Regions from separate parts of the Mus musculus genome. Here region 2 is linked to region 1. A link is a contact called in public Hi-C data. All regions are on one chromosome and are shown on one strand. Each heading gives the region's core, a stretch centred on a gene start, on an enhancer-like site or on the middle of the called end of the contact. The rest is flanking DNA. Distances are from core to core; before and after follow the strand shown. Region 1 has its middle 35 kb from the start of Gm33059. Region 2 overlaps Gm33105 (a long non-coding RNA gene).

The links. Hi-C and Micro-C count contacts between places; a contact is called where the count stands out from the background.
Region 2: a contact with region 1 is called in a Hi-C map of cerebral cortex, with 1.7 times the contacts expected there. The contact joins two enhancer-like sites. A contact is called at or near these places in 4 of 484 Hi-C or Micro-C datasets (cerebral cortex, cortical neurons and nephron progenitors) and 1 of 9 other capture datasets (embryonic stem cells).

The regions. Positions count from the first base shown.
Region 1 is chr4:33,742,407-33,749,047 of GRCm38.p6, forward strand. No RefSeq gene overlaps it. Among named protein-coding and RNA genes, the nearest start is that of Gm33059, 35 kb to the right of the region's middle. Within about 2 kb of position 5,310, at least 17 of the 459 cell types and tissues checked have an H3K27ac peak or open chromatin away from gene starts, as enhancers often do. A contact at or near this core is called in cerebral cortex, where this site is marked.
Region 2 is chr4:33,891,114-33,897,845 of GRCm38.p6, forward strand. Gm33105 (a long non-coding RNA gene) reads right to left here. Exons shown (of 5, transcript XR_390460.2): 4 at 3,951-4,382; 5 at 2,415-3,007. Among named protein-coding and RNA genes, the nearest start is that of Gm33105, 9.9 kb to the right of the region's middle. Within about 2 kb of position 2,953, at least 19 of the 459 cell types and tissues checked have an H3K27ac peak or open chromatin away from gene starts, as enhancers often do. A contact at or near this core is called in cerebral cortex, where this site is marked.

The DNA.
Region 1 (6,641 bases), core at 4,060-6,559:
ATGAGTGCAGTGGCTTCAGCAGTGATCTATCTCCCTGTCTTCTCTCTTACTCCTTTCTGAGCTATACCCACACTGTTCTATTCCCTAACACAGAAGCTTCTGCTAAAACCCCTTCTGCTTGCTGGAGAGGCCAACCCAGTCAGGTTCTGCTTTGACTCTTTCTTCCATGTCTTAAATTGCTTGTTCCATTTGGCCACATTGTCTTCCTTGTTTTTCAAACAAAGAAGAAATGACCCTGGGTTGAGTCTTTGCACACCATTTTACCTGCATTAGGCGCTCTTGGTCATATATTCCCTCCAACCCTTCAGATCGCTATTTGAGTGAAGCACATTAATAGGTGTTGACCAATTGGGCTGGCTAGTTTTGTGTCAACTTGACACAAGTTGGAGTTATCTGAAAGGAGGGGCCCTCAACTGAGAAAATGCCCCCACAGGGTCCAGCTGGAGGGCTGTGATGGATAGTTGGATAGTCAACTTGACACAAGCTAAAGTTATTTGAGAGGAGGGAATCTCAACTGTGAACATTGCTCCATAAGATCTGTCTGTAGGTAGGCTTGTAGAGCATTTTCATAATTAGTGATTGATGGGGAAGGGCCCAGCCCATTGTGGGTCATGGTACAACCCCTTAGCTGATGGCCTCTGCATCAGTTCCTGCCTCCGGGAACTGTTTGAGTGCCTGTTCCAACTTCCTTCAGTGATATGGAAGGAAGTGATACCCTTCAAGTGATATGGAAATGTGAGGCAAATAATTCCTTTCCTCCCCAAGCTGCTTTGGTTGTGGTATTTCATCACAATTACACTAACCCTATTTTGTTCCTAGCTCAGTCATCTGGGCAGAGCTTGCTTGGCTTGCGTACATGTCCAGCACATATTTGGGTGAGTATGAAATGCATGTGTGAGCTTTGTTTGTTTGTTCTACTCCACTCATACAGATTCCAAAGTGTCAGAGAGACTGAGGGACTCTACCTAGTTCACATCAAGCATGAGTGGCAGAATTATGTCTCAAGATAGTTTTCCTAATTTTCATAACACTGACATGAAAAACTGAAAATAGTCTTTGTATTTAGAAACTCACATTTAAATTATATTTATGTATATAAAACTTGTGTGGGAAAAGCTACTAATGGGTATAGTCAAATGCACAAATGCAAGCACACAAGCTCCTTTTCTATCTCTGCAAGAAAGCTCCAGAAGTTTCCATAGCTGTTCCCCAGGACATGTCAGCCTATAAACCTGGTCTCATCTCCAGGGTGTAAAAACCTGGCTTCATCTCCATGATGTGGAAGCTTGTAATTGTCTCATTTCTAGATACAGGTGTATGTACCCCATTTTATTTTCATTCCCAGCGTCTTTAGTTGTTTTTTTTTTTCTCTCAGCTTGTTTCCCTCCCTTTGAAAAACCTTATTTTAATGAATTTTGAAAGGTCTTCAAGTCCTCTTTTGGATAAAAATTAAGAAATGGAAACCACATTGTGGAATTATCCAACTACTGAGGGCCAGCAGAGAACAGTAGAGGAACCCGGCAGGCAGTGCCTGATGAGGCCCAGTGGGCTCTGCTAACACAGCTCTTCATGGTGCCGATGGAAACACTCAGTTTAAGGAATTCAGACTTATAGGGTGCTATATAAGAGTTCGGCAGTGGAAAGATGAGATGGCATTGGGATCTGGGAAGGGCCTGAGATTTTATATCTAGCAATCTGCTAGGGAGAAGCAAGGACTTCCTGGGTGTGAAGGCTAGAACAGTTTATCACTCATAGAGGTAGCCAAGGCCAGAAGAATGGTGTCTTTGATCCAGTCCCCACGTTTTGGTTCCCATACTGAGCCATCAAGAGGGCCAGATAAAGGTTGTGCACAGCAGATCTGTGCTACTGGAGTGGAGCCCAAGCTTAGGGATTGGGCATCTTCAGTATCTGGGTTGCATGAGTGTGTCTGTGGAGGCTCCATTTCTGTCTTCCAGGGTTTCTACTAGACGAAATCCTTTGAAGCATCCACAGACAATGCAAAAATGTAAAACATCTACAGCAGGCATTCCCTGTAAACTCAGAATGAAGCGAAAGTGCTCTCTAGTTGCTTCAGTCACATGTGAACACCTTGCATGCCCCTCCCTTACTCTCTTTCGCTTTCTCTCAGCTCCCAGATCCCAACCCTCTCTGTTAGACCCAACACATACTTGAGTTTTTTTCTTCTTTTCCTTCTTCTATTTTTTTTCCTCAAGAATAAATTTCAACACTCTACCCATCTTCACTCCCAGGCCCACCTCCTCCCACCCGATCTCTTGTACCACAAGCAAGGAACTAGACAGGTCAACCCTCCTCTTAGTACTTTCAAACAAATGTTAGTTTATTTTGGAGAAGTTCTCCTCATGTAGCCCAGAGTGGCCTCACATTTGTGGTCCTTTTTTCTCAGCTTCCTGGGTACTAATATTACAAGTATGTGCCAGCACGCTTGCAAGGACAAGGTTTCTTCAGTGAGCAGGATCTCAGAGCCAAAGATAATGACTTCCTAATTTTTTTCTTTTGGCTGTTGTTCCAGTTGAAGGATGTCTTCAGTATCAGGCCATCTTTTCTGTCTTCTTTTCACTCTGCTCCTTCCCTTCTGAGGATTCAGGACCTGGATATTGCTCCTGATTGCTGTTAGTTAGGGGGAATGGGAGGAAGAAACACTCCTCCAGTCCTAAGTACTTTGTCTGGGAGAGAGCTGGGCTAATGACACTTTTTGAGACTTGAGATTGTGCGCCTGAAATTGAATGTGTGCAGTGTGACATAGCTCACAGGACTCTTTGACCAGTCTCTCAAAATTGCAAGGCCATTTGGGACGTTCTGTGAGTAAGGCACATTTCTGCCTTCTTCGGTAATGTTAATGTCTTCTTCATTTCTTTCAACACTCCCATCTCTGTCCTATGTCCACCCCTGACTTGTTTCATCAAATGTTCCTCTTTTTATCCATTGTACACTCACCCTCCTATCTTATGTAGAAAGCAGAAGTCCTCACCTCCCAGCTAACAAACCAACAAGCCCTGCCTCATCTACTCCACTTGCTTCATTTTCTTAGCCAGATCTTTTCTTTCCACACAGGCTCTCAGACTTTTCTGTACCTTCTTGACCCAACGAACTCTCCAGCCATTTCTAATTATTCTCTGTTCTTCACCATTCCCCAGAATGGAGCTTTCTAAGTTTCAAGCATCCATCCCAGAAGTGATCCCAGGGAACCTTTGTCACACTCCCCACTGGATCTGTTTGCAGCTTAGGAGACCCCTCTTAAGTCACTCTCAGCATCTGGGAAGTTGTGGGCTCTGGTGATCCTCCTGATCCTCTTTCTCAGAGCTTTTTGCCCTCTTTAGATGGCTCTGGGAATTGGCTTAACTTTTAAATGGGCCAAACCTCTGCAGCAAAATGATGCAGAAACTGATCCAGACTGGACTGGCACTCTCTGAGTCAGACCTTCTATATAGTTTTAGTGTTTAGAACCCTAAAGTCAGAGCCGAATGGCACTCACAAGAAGCTAAACATTCCTTTTCTCTTCTGGGGAAACATTTTTAGAGCCCCAGAGAATACCTTTGTGACCAGCCATAAGAAGAGGATCAGATTTTCACATGAGGAAGTTGTTGCCATAGTTTAACACTTACCGAAACTAGATTAAGTCGTTGGAAGAGTTTTAAAGTGTACCACTACCGAAAAAGTTTCTAGATTTCTTTGAGCAAAATAGTGGTAGAAAAATAAACGTTGAATACCCAAACACTTTTATTGGAAACTGGGGAAAAGTAAGTAGGTATTTGTTATATGTAGCAGAAATTGACTCAGCTGTTTTCTACAAGAGAGCAGATCTCAGACAGTGAATTTGAATCTCTACCTAAGGAGACATCAAAGACAACTGGTCTGTAAGTTCTGTTCCATATAAAGCATAGAAGATGATTTTGTCTATGGAAGAGGAGGAAGCAATATGGCTACAGAGGCAGAGATTTTAGTGTCTGTACAGATGCAGCCAAGGAAGGCCAGCAGCCTCTAGAAGCTGGAAGACGGAAGGGATGGATTTCCCTGCAAGCCTCCAGAGGGATAAGCCTTGCTAATGCTTTGATTTCTGGCCTCTCACACTAGAAGAGAATCAATTCTGTTGCTTTAAACAACACTGTTTCTTTGCTTTCATTTCCAGTGGGCAGCCCCAGGAGAGGAAATGAATCATGGCTTCCCCAGAGCCAGCAAGAAAACTCAGTACTAAGCATTTGTCCTCCAAAGACAAATCCCAAATACTTTCTGCTCCTTCTCCATACCTTTTGTCTGTCAGTGGTGGCCACCTCTTCCATCTTTGCCCTCAGCACTTTGGATGCAGGTACTGCATCTATATCCATCACCTAGATATCTTCAGGAAAGAGAAGAATCAACTTAAAGGAAGAGAACTTCCCTCTAGTCTCAGAGGTTTCTATCCATGGTTATGTGGCTCCATTGATTTTAGGCATGTGGCAAAGAAGAAACACCATAACAGAAGGACACAGTAAAGAAGGGCACAGCAAAGGGAAGCTGTTCACCTTGTGCAGACAGGAAGGAGGGACGGAGGAGTAGGAAGAGGGGGGGGGAGGGGCTGGGGTAGACCCCTAGTAGCCTTCTTCTAATCATCCTCTGCCTTCTAGTAGACCATTCAGTTGTAAACTCATCAATGGATCAATTCACTGATGAAGTTATCGCCTTCACGATCCAATCACCTCTGAATAGGACTGCCAGCTGAGGACCAAGGCTTTAACACTAGTCTTGGGGGGGGGGGGCTGTCCTCATTCAAAACCGTAATACATGGTCCTGCACTTTCTGGCCTCCCTTTTATTTTTTCCTTCTCAGTATCCTGGTATTTTATCCTCCACTAACTAGCTCATTAGCTCTGGGGTCCTGGCAGGGCTTGGCTCCTGTGTCTTCTTCTTATTTTTCCTTCTCTTGCTCTGTAGACTTTGAAATATCTGTCTATTTCCATTGGCTCAGTATAAAACCATGGACTCCCAAATTTATACTGCCAGCTCAGATTTCTTTTTTAAGCCTCAGATCTATATTTACAGCTGCTTGCTTTATATTTTTTACTTGGATGTCTCATACTTGTCAAACTTAGCATGTTCCCTCCCCACTCTCACCCCGTGGCCCCTCATCTAGTGTCTCTTACCCTGCCTTGTAAATATACTCTTCCTTCCTTGGTTGTTCTTCTATGAGTTTCCCTGAATCATGCCTTCCTTTCATAATCAACTTCAATCCATTTCCAAAGCTCAGCCCTCCCGCCTATCAAATGTATCACACTGGCGCTCTTTTCTCTGGGCTCACAGCCATCATCCTGGTCTGAATTATGATCATCGCTCCCATGGGCTTCAGCAGCAGCTTCCTGTTTCCTCTCCTTCACTCCTTGTTCTATCCTTTTAATCCGAGTTGGGGGTTGGCATTATTAAGTCCTCAGACTCAACCATGAGACTTCTTACTTTCAATTGCAACATTCTAAAATAAAAATCAAAAGTCTTTAAAGCCCCGAAACTGTTGTGTGGGTCTCATTGCTGTTCGGAGATAAAGGACTTAGTTTGTAAACTGTCAGGAACATGGCTAACTGCCACTGCTCAGTTGGAAGTTCCTTTCAAGGCTTATGTTTCTCAGCATAATAGTTCTCCTTCTGAGGTAGCCTTAATGTAATGGCTGACTGATGATTGGGGAGGGCGATATAGAAGCCCAACTTTTCATTCAACTTGATCAACATCAACTGAGTTAACGTGAAGGGTCAACGTATACCATTACAGCATTACAAAGCAACTCATCTCTTTGCTCTCTCCTGCTTCCTCTCTCCCACTCCATGGATGTTGGTTTCATTTCTTTATAAACCATTCCCTACACTAGTTTCCACCTTGACCTGTTTTGTGGAAACATAATGGTTGGAATCTATGAATAAGACATCAAGATCGAGGGAGCATAGTGATTCCACTGTCATCTTTGATGCTCAGATTATATGTCAAATACTGTCATACCTGCAGATCTATAGAGTATGACTGAGGGTACTTCTGATGTCAAGGACTGGACAGTCACATCTTAAGATAGTGACAAGTAAGAGATCCACTTAACAGGAGTAATGCTCACTCAACAAATGCACAGTCACTACCTTCAGACTTAAAAAAACAACAACTATCAAGTAGACAAGAACTTCATATCACTGTACTCCGGGGATTAGGATTAATATCCACGGGATACAGGTTGGGGCTCAAGGAAAGGGTGAAGCTTCTCACCTTCTGACCATTCATTTTATGAGACTTGTGTGACCTCATCACAGGGACAAAGTAGCAGGAGGCCCTGACCAGGAAACATCACTGACCAGATGACTAACATTTCTGTGACAGTGCTCTATTGCTTCCTGCCTAGAACACAGCTTTATAAAGCACCTGACAACGCTGGTAGTTGTATTCTGACAAATGGATCTCATAGCCAAGTGAATTTGGCAGAAGGAGCAGCTGTGTTAGGGAAATTGTTTATACCACAAGAGTTCTTACAGTTTAATGTATCAAAAGTGCATCATGAAGCCACACAGAGGCCACTTAGCACTTTGCATCGTTTAGAACCCACTTTGAGCAAGAGTTAGTCAAATGAATAAGGCAAGGTTCTGCTTTAAATCATTTCCTTTGGTGCTGTTGTTGTCA
Region 2 (6,732 bases), core at 1,703-4,202, 150 kb after region 1:
ATTTTCTCAGTTAAGGTTCCTTCCTTTCAGACAGCTCTAGTTTGTATGTCAAGTTGACATAAGACCAGCCAGCAGAGGCTAGTTCCATATTGTACTTCCAAGCAAAAAAATAAAAATAAAAATATAAAAAAATTCTCCCTCTTGAAGCCATTGTCTACGTGGAGTATAAGTGGCTATGCCCACAGGGGAAAAGCCTATACATCCTTAAGGAGTACTTACATTTTGCTTCGGAAAAGAGTTGGAGAGTTAGGTCAAGCTATCTAGTAGAAGTCAGAGGATTCCTGGCATCTCCACATTTTGCCAATACCTAATTTTACTTAACTTACCAGAATTTATCCCTGTACAAATCTTGCTAGCTTGCTTCTTTGGGGGATGATCCTTCCACAGGAATGACAGTGAGCAAATGAGAATCTGTCACAGAGGAGTGTTGTCCTCAGAGGCACTTATGGGAATCCATGGTCAATCCTATAAGGTAGAGCACACCGACGCCATGAAGCAGACAGATGTACTAATCCAGCAGTATTGCAATCCTATTGTGGCACTATCAGTTAACTGCAGCCCCAAAGCCGGGAGCCTATGTTCCTGCTGGATGAGAAGCCTTTGTGGAACTGTGTTCAAGTACCAGTGCAGTCCCCCACAGCCAGGAATGGACTCCAGTCACACAGCAATGCCAAGACACGTCCCCTCAACTCCCCATGAAGTAGTCAGTCCACTCTCCTGTGCTCTGAGTATCCCGTTCAGGTGAACAAGTAAGTGACTGTACTGTGAGGTTTTCCTCACCTTTGGGTCTTCTTGTTCTCTTCATAAATCCTTCCTGAAACCTGAAGCAAATTAGAATCCTGTGGACCTCCTTGTTTTCGACACTGAAGGCACCCCTCGTAGCCAACAGGAGCTCCAGTTTCTATGGCAGAACCAGTGCTCAGCATAGGATTTGCGTGGAAACCTGAGAACTGTGGCTTACTTGACTATGATGTGTCTTTTGTGTCTTTCATGCCTGTTAACGCCTCAGTTCGATTCTGCTCCCTTATTCTGTGAAGTTCGAAACTCCTGAATTTTTTATTCTGTCCTGTGTATGTGGCACCAAACTGAAGATTTCTTGGCCACATTGTAAAACTCTAGTAATTTTTAAAACATCAGAAAAAAGTGAGTGACTGGAGATGGCGTGTAAACAAAGACATCACTTTAGAGGCTCGCCTTTATTTGGTTTCAAACTTAGTGCTGCAGCTGGATTAGACACCGTGGTTAAAGTGACTCTGTGATATATTACTTCCTGAAAGATTTCACCCCATAAAGCCGAGCTGCAATGTTACTGCACACTAAAAACCTCACTTTAGCTTTGATCCATTTTGATCTTTGTGAGTTACCTTAAATATGACAGGTAGGTGACTGTGCTAAGTAGCTTGAAATGACTTTTGATCAAATGTAATAAAATTCTCTGCTGCAGCTTGCTTATCTCATCTCTCCTACCTATCTGGGTGAATTGCCTGTCTTCGGATGTTTCTATGGTGGCATTTTATGCTCTATTAGTACCGGTCTTAGTTGTTTGGGAAGGGCTATTGAGCTTCAACAGGCCCCAGCATGAAGGCTGTATGAGGACAGCCCTCTATTGACTTAGCCCACCCTCCCCTGAAGCCCTCAAAGTGACCCCAAGCCCTCTACATTTCTGTTTTACATAATATTCCTCCGTGTGTGTGTTTGTGTGTGTGTGTGTGTGTGTGTGTGTGTGTGTGTGTGTGGTGTTAGGGACTGAGCCCAGGGCTTTGCTTTGCTTGTGACATGCAAATGTTCTACCATTGACTGTATTCCTGGCCATTGGTGTCTAGGCACAGGGTCTCAGTAAGCCCTGTAAACCTGATTAGAACTTGCTGTCTCCCATGTGTTGGGATTACAGGTCTGTGCCACAATTCGATCTATCAGGTGTTTACTCTGTTTATGTCCCCAGTGCACACACAGGGTGAGAATCCTCATGCTACAATCATGCTAATGACCTGCAGCTTCTTCTGTGTCTTTGTTGAAGACAGTTTCTGGTAAAATGCCCCATTCTGTCAGCTCTGGCCTCATCTTCAATTTTCCCTGTCCATTTAACAAGTATGAGCTGATATTTGTTCTTGGATGAACACATTGCTAAGCCTTGGGGCACAACAGAATGTGAATTGGACAGAGGACGCCTGTGTAGCTTACATCTAAGAAAAGGAGAGCAACAGTGAAGGAACATACAAGAAAGGATCCAGTGAGTGAGCTCAGTAGGTAAAGGCATGACTCAGAAGCTTGGAAATCTGAATTTGATTCCTGAACCTATGTAAATGTAGGAGAGAACAACACCACAGAGTTGTCTTCTAACACACACACACACACACACACACACACACACACACACACACACACAAATAAAAATTAAAAAATAAAAGCCAAATGAGCCATAGCAATGAATATATGTATAATTGAAAACTGGAAAAAATGTTACAACTTATTTTGTGGTGCCTTTGGAAGGGTGCATCTGTGGAGACTGAAGAATGAAAGAATGGAGACAAAACAGAGAAACACATTATTCAGGTTCTCTGTTTACTAGCGTGGTACTAAATCCAATGTGAGCTTGAATAATTTACATGGCCTCTAATTCTTAATTTCTCTAGCGACGAAATAAAGATGATAATGCCATCTACTCTAAAAGCCCTGGGTTTGGACAGATTTATATAAATCACTGAGTGCAATGCAAGTGCTCTGTAAACAGGAGCTGCTAATTATTATTTATTAGGCTGAGGTGTGAAGGCCAGGTGGGGCCAGCCATGCCTAGAGTTGTGAGGGAAAGCATTCCAAGAAGAAAGAGAACAGATCTCTCTTCAAAGCTGCTGGAGCTCCTAGGATCTGTGGAAAGGCCAGTGTCGCTAGGACTGTGCGAGTGAGGGAGAACACACTGGAGGATGGCGTGGGTGGGCACCATATGGTGGCTGCGTGAGCGCCAGCCCAGAGAAGGCAGATGCTGGGTTCCTTCAGAGTTGCTTTCCCCCTAGAGAATGTGAAAAGACAGAGGGCAAAGATGTTGAGAACGTGTGTAAGAGGGTGGTTCTATTGAAAGGCTGTGGAATTCAAGTGAATCAGGACAGGAGAAAAGATGACCCGGACTAACGGAAGGAAGAAACGGGAGAGCCCGAGTGGGCGGCATCCACCCCACAGGAAGGGTGCTTCAGGAAATGGGAGCTTTGGGAAGAAAACAGGGCTTTAGATGTGTTAGATGAGCTTGCCTAAGTGCTGCTGGTGACAAAGGCCAGGGAGTGACTCTGAAATCACATGGGTGAATGGGGTATTGAAGATAATCATAGAAGTGTGCATATATTGGGGGGACTGTCTGTACAGAGTCCTGCTACCAACCAATATGACCGCATTGTCAGGGAAGAGGAGGACGCTCTGGGAACTCAGGCTGGAAGTGACCAAAGGGGCATGAGCAGCGTCGGTTGACGGACAGTCAGGGTTGGGGGAAGCAGTGTTAAGACTAGTGGTGTGAATCTCAGGGGAGGAAGACTAATGGTGTACAAAAGAGAATAGGGTCCCTGTTGTTTGGGGTTTATGAAGGCTTGGCACAGATGGTCTAGACAAAGGGTAGCTTCCTGGATTGCCCAAGTATTTTTTATCATTTATTAAAAATTTTACGCACTATGTTTTGATCATATTCTTTCTCCTCCAACTCCTCCCAGATCCTCCCCAACTCCCTAGCTATACAACTTCATGTCCTCCCTCTCAAACGAAAACAAATCTATCAAAAATGAAAATCAAATCAAAGAAAAAAGAAACTCAGCAACACACACACACACACACACACACACACACACACACACACACACACACACACACACACGGGTGTGTAGACACGCACACCAGAAAAATAAACAAACAAAAAATTTTAAGAGTCTATTTTGTATTACCTAACTACTCCTGGGCTTTATGAAGAATACCTGGAGTGTGGCTGATATCCTCAGTGTCGTTTCACTGGAGAAAGCCGATTTCCCCTTTCTCAGCAAGTATCAGTTGTAAATCACTTCCTGGTAAAGGATGGGATTTTGTGTCCACTTCCCTTTTCAGTCATAACGTTTTTCCTGGTTAGAACCTGTGAGAGTCTTGTGGCTACCGCCACAGTCTCTGTGAGTTCATATGTGCACCAGCCCTGCTGTGCTTGGAAGACACTTTCCTTGCAGTGAGTCATCACCTCTGGCTCTTACAGACTTTCTTCCTCCTCTCCCGCATAGATCCCCGAGCATCGAGGGAAGGGGTTTAATAAAGACTACCCAGTGTCCCAAAGTTCCCCAGTCTCCGTAATTGTCAAGTTGTGGGTCTCACGTTGATTCCCACCGACCGGGAGCTTCTCTGATGACAGCTACGTGACAATTCTGTGGGTAGAAATGTCATTAGGAGTCATTTTGTTGCTATGTTCCTTCAGCAGAATAAGGTTTAGTTCTTATTTTTTCTTTACAAAATATTTCTGATTTTTTTCTACTGGATTTCCCCCCCCCCCCTTCCAAACTTTCCAGTAAATAATTTGTGCCTCTTTTATCTCAAGATCTGTTTTCCTAAAAGCCACTGCGGAGATTCCTATCTCCCCCAAAGGAATGTGGGCCTTGTTGCCTTTGTACTCAGTTGTGGTTGAGACATAATAAGTATGGAATGAGTGAATGAATGAATAAAAATATTTTTCTTTTGCTACCAAATCCTAGAAAAAATAATTATTTATTCACATCAACTAGCTTTATGTATGTTGCATCGAAAGCTCCTTTAGGTGTGAACTTTGGGTACTGCAGAGATATTAGGTGGTGTTGCCTACCTTTTTCTTTTATTAGATTAGATCCTTTATTTTGTAGTTGCATTTAATACAATTTTACTCTATTTTGACTTTAATGGAAATAATTTTTTTTTAGCTTTCAGTCTTGCTAAATGAAAGAAACATTAAAAATTTGAACTATATTATAAACAACCATCAACTTATTAATTCACAGTTTTCCCTTTTTTGTTTTGTTTTGGGTATTCAGAAATCTCATGTTATTTCATCATTGACCCAGTCATATATTTGAATTTATAATAGCATGCTTTATCTCGGTAAGAAAAAGCTGAAAACAGCCAAGTTCATCTCTGTTTTGAGGGCAGAAGAGTGTGTTCATGGCTATGTGGAATGAAGAGTTTAATGGCTTTATGATCAATATAGGCATGTTAATTTTTCTTTGATGATGGTAATATATATATATATATATATATATATATATATATATATATATATATATATTCTCTTTTCTGGGGAGTAAATGAAAGATTACTTAAAAGTTCCTTTCCTAAAGTATCATTTCAGGGCAGTAAGATGCCTCGCCGAGGGAGGGTGTTGCAGTCACAGGGCAGTAAGATGCCTCGCCGAGGGAGGGTGTGGCAGCCACGTCTGCTGACCTCGGATCAATCCTCAGAACCACAGAGTTCATCAAGAGAACAGTTCCACAGTGTTTGCTGAACTTCAAATTAGGTAAAAATTTCAGTATCTACAAGAATTGAGAGGGAATGCTGTCAGCGTCTGGAAGCTGATCATGGGATGGATCCCTGCATATGGCAATCACTAGATGGTCCATCCTTTCGTCACAACTCCAAATTTTGTCTCTGTAACTCCCTTTTTTGCTGAAAGGACCCAGATATAGCTGTCTCTTGTGAGACTATGCCGGGGCCTAGCAAACACAGAAGTGGATGCTCACAGTCAGCTATTGGATGGATCACAGGGCCCCCAATGGAGGAGCTAGAGAAATTACCCAAGGAGCTATAGGGAACTGCAACCCTATAGGTGGATCAACATTATGAACTAACCAGTACCCCGGAGCTCTTGACTCTAGCTGCATATGTATCAAAAGATGGCCTAGTCGGCCATCACTGCAAAGAGAGGCCCATTGGACTTGCAAACTTTATATGCCCCAGTACAGGGGAACGCCAGGGCCAAAAAGGGGGAGTGGGTGGGTAGGGGATTGGGGGTGGGTGGGTATGGGGGACTTTTGGGATAGCATTGGAAATGTAAACGAGGAAAATACCTAACAATAATAATAATAAAAAAAGAATTGAGAGGGAAAAATAGAGTCTTCAAGGACAGGCTTTCTGCATCAGTGATCAACTCTCATATAGTCGTGTCATCTGCATCTCTACACACGTTGTCTCGGCTTGCTGATCACCTGGATGGTTTTGAAGCAAACTTCATCTGCATGTATTTCAATATGGAACTACTAAAGAACTCTTTTAAAAAATAGGCATGGGTCTGGGGAGATAGGCCAGTCAGTAAAATGTTTTGTTTTATGAGCATGGGAATCTGAGTTTGATACAGCACATGTCAACTTTCTGGTGAGGGTGGTGTATGTTTATAATCTCCGTTCTGGAGAGGCAGAGACAGGAGGATCTCTGGGGCTCTCTGGCCAACCAGTCTAGCCTAACGGAGAGCTCCAGGATAATCTACTTCAAAGAAGATAAATGGCCTTCCTGAGCATGACTCTAAATATTGTCATCCTGTTCCTAGGGCAAAAAGAAGGTTCTTTTGTGCTGCTCTGTGCACCGAAGTTCTTTTGCACAAATAAAATGCAAGTAAAACAGAAGAAGGCAAATACATACATGTTAATGTGTACTTATGCACCCACATACACATGTGTAAACATACACGGACACATATACACACATTAAAAGTTTAATTACTATGCTATGATCACATTTAAAAAATTAGTACTTCTT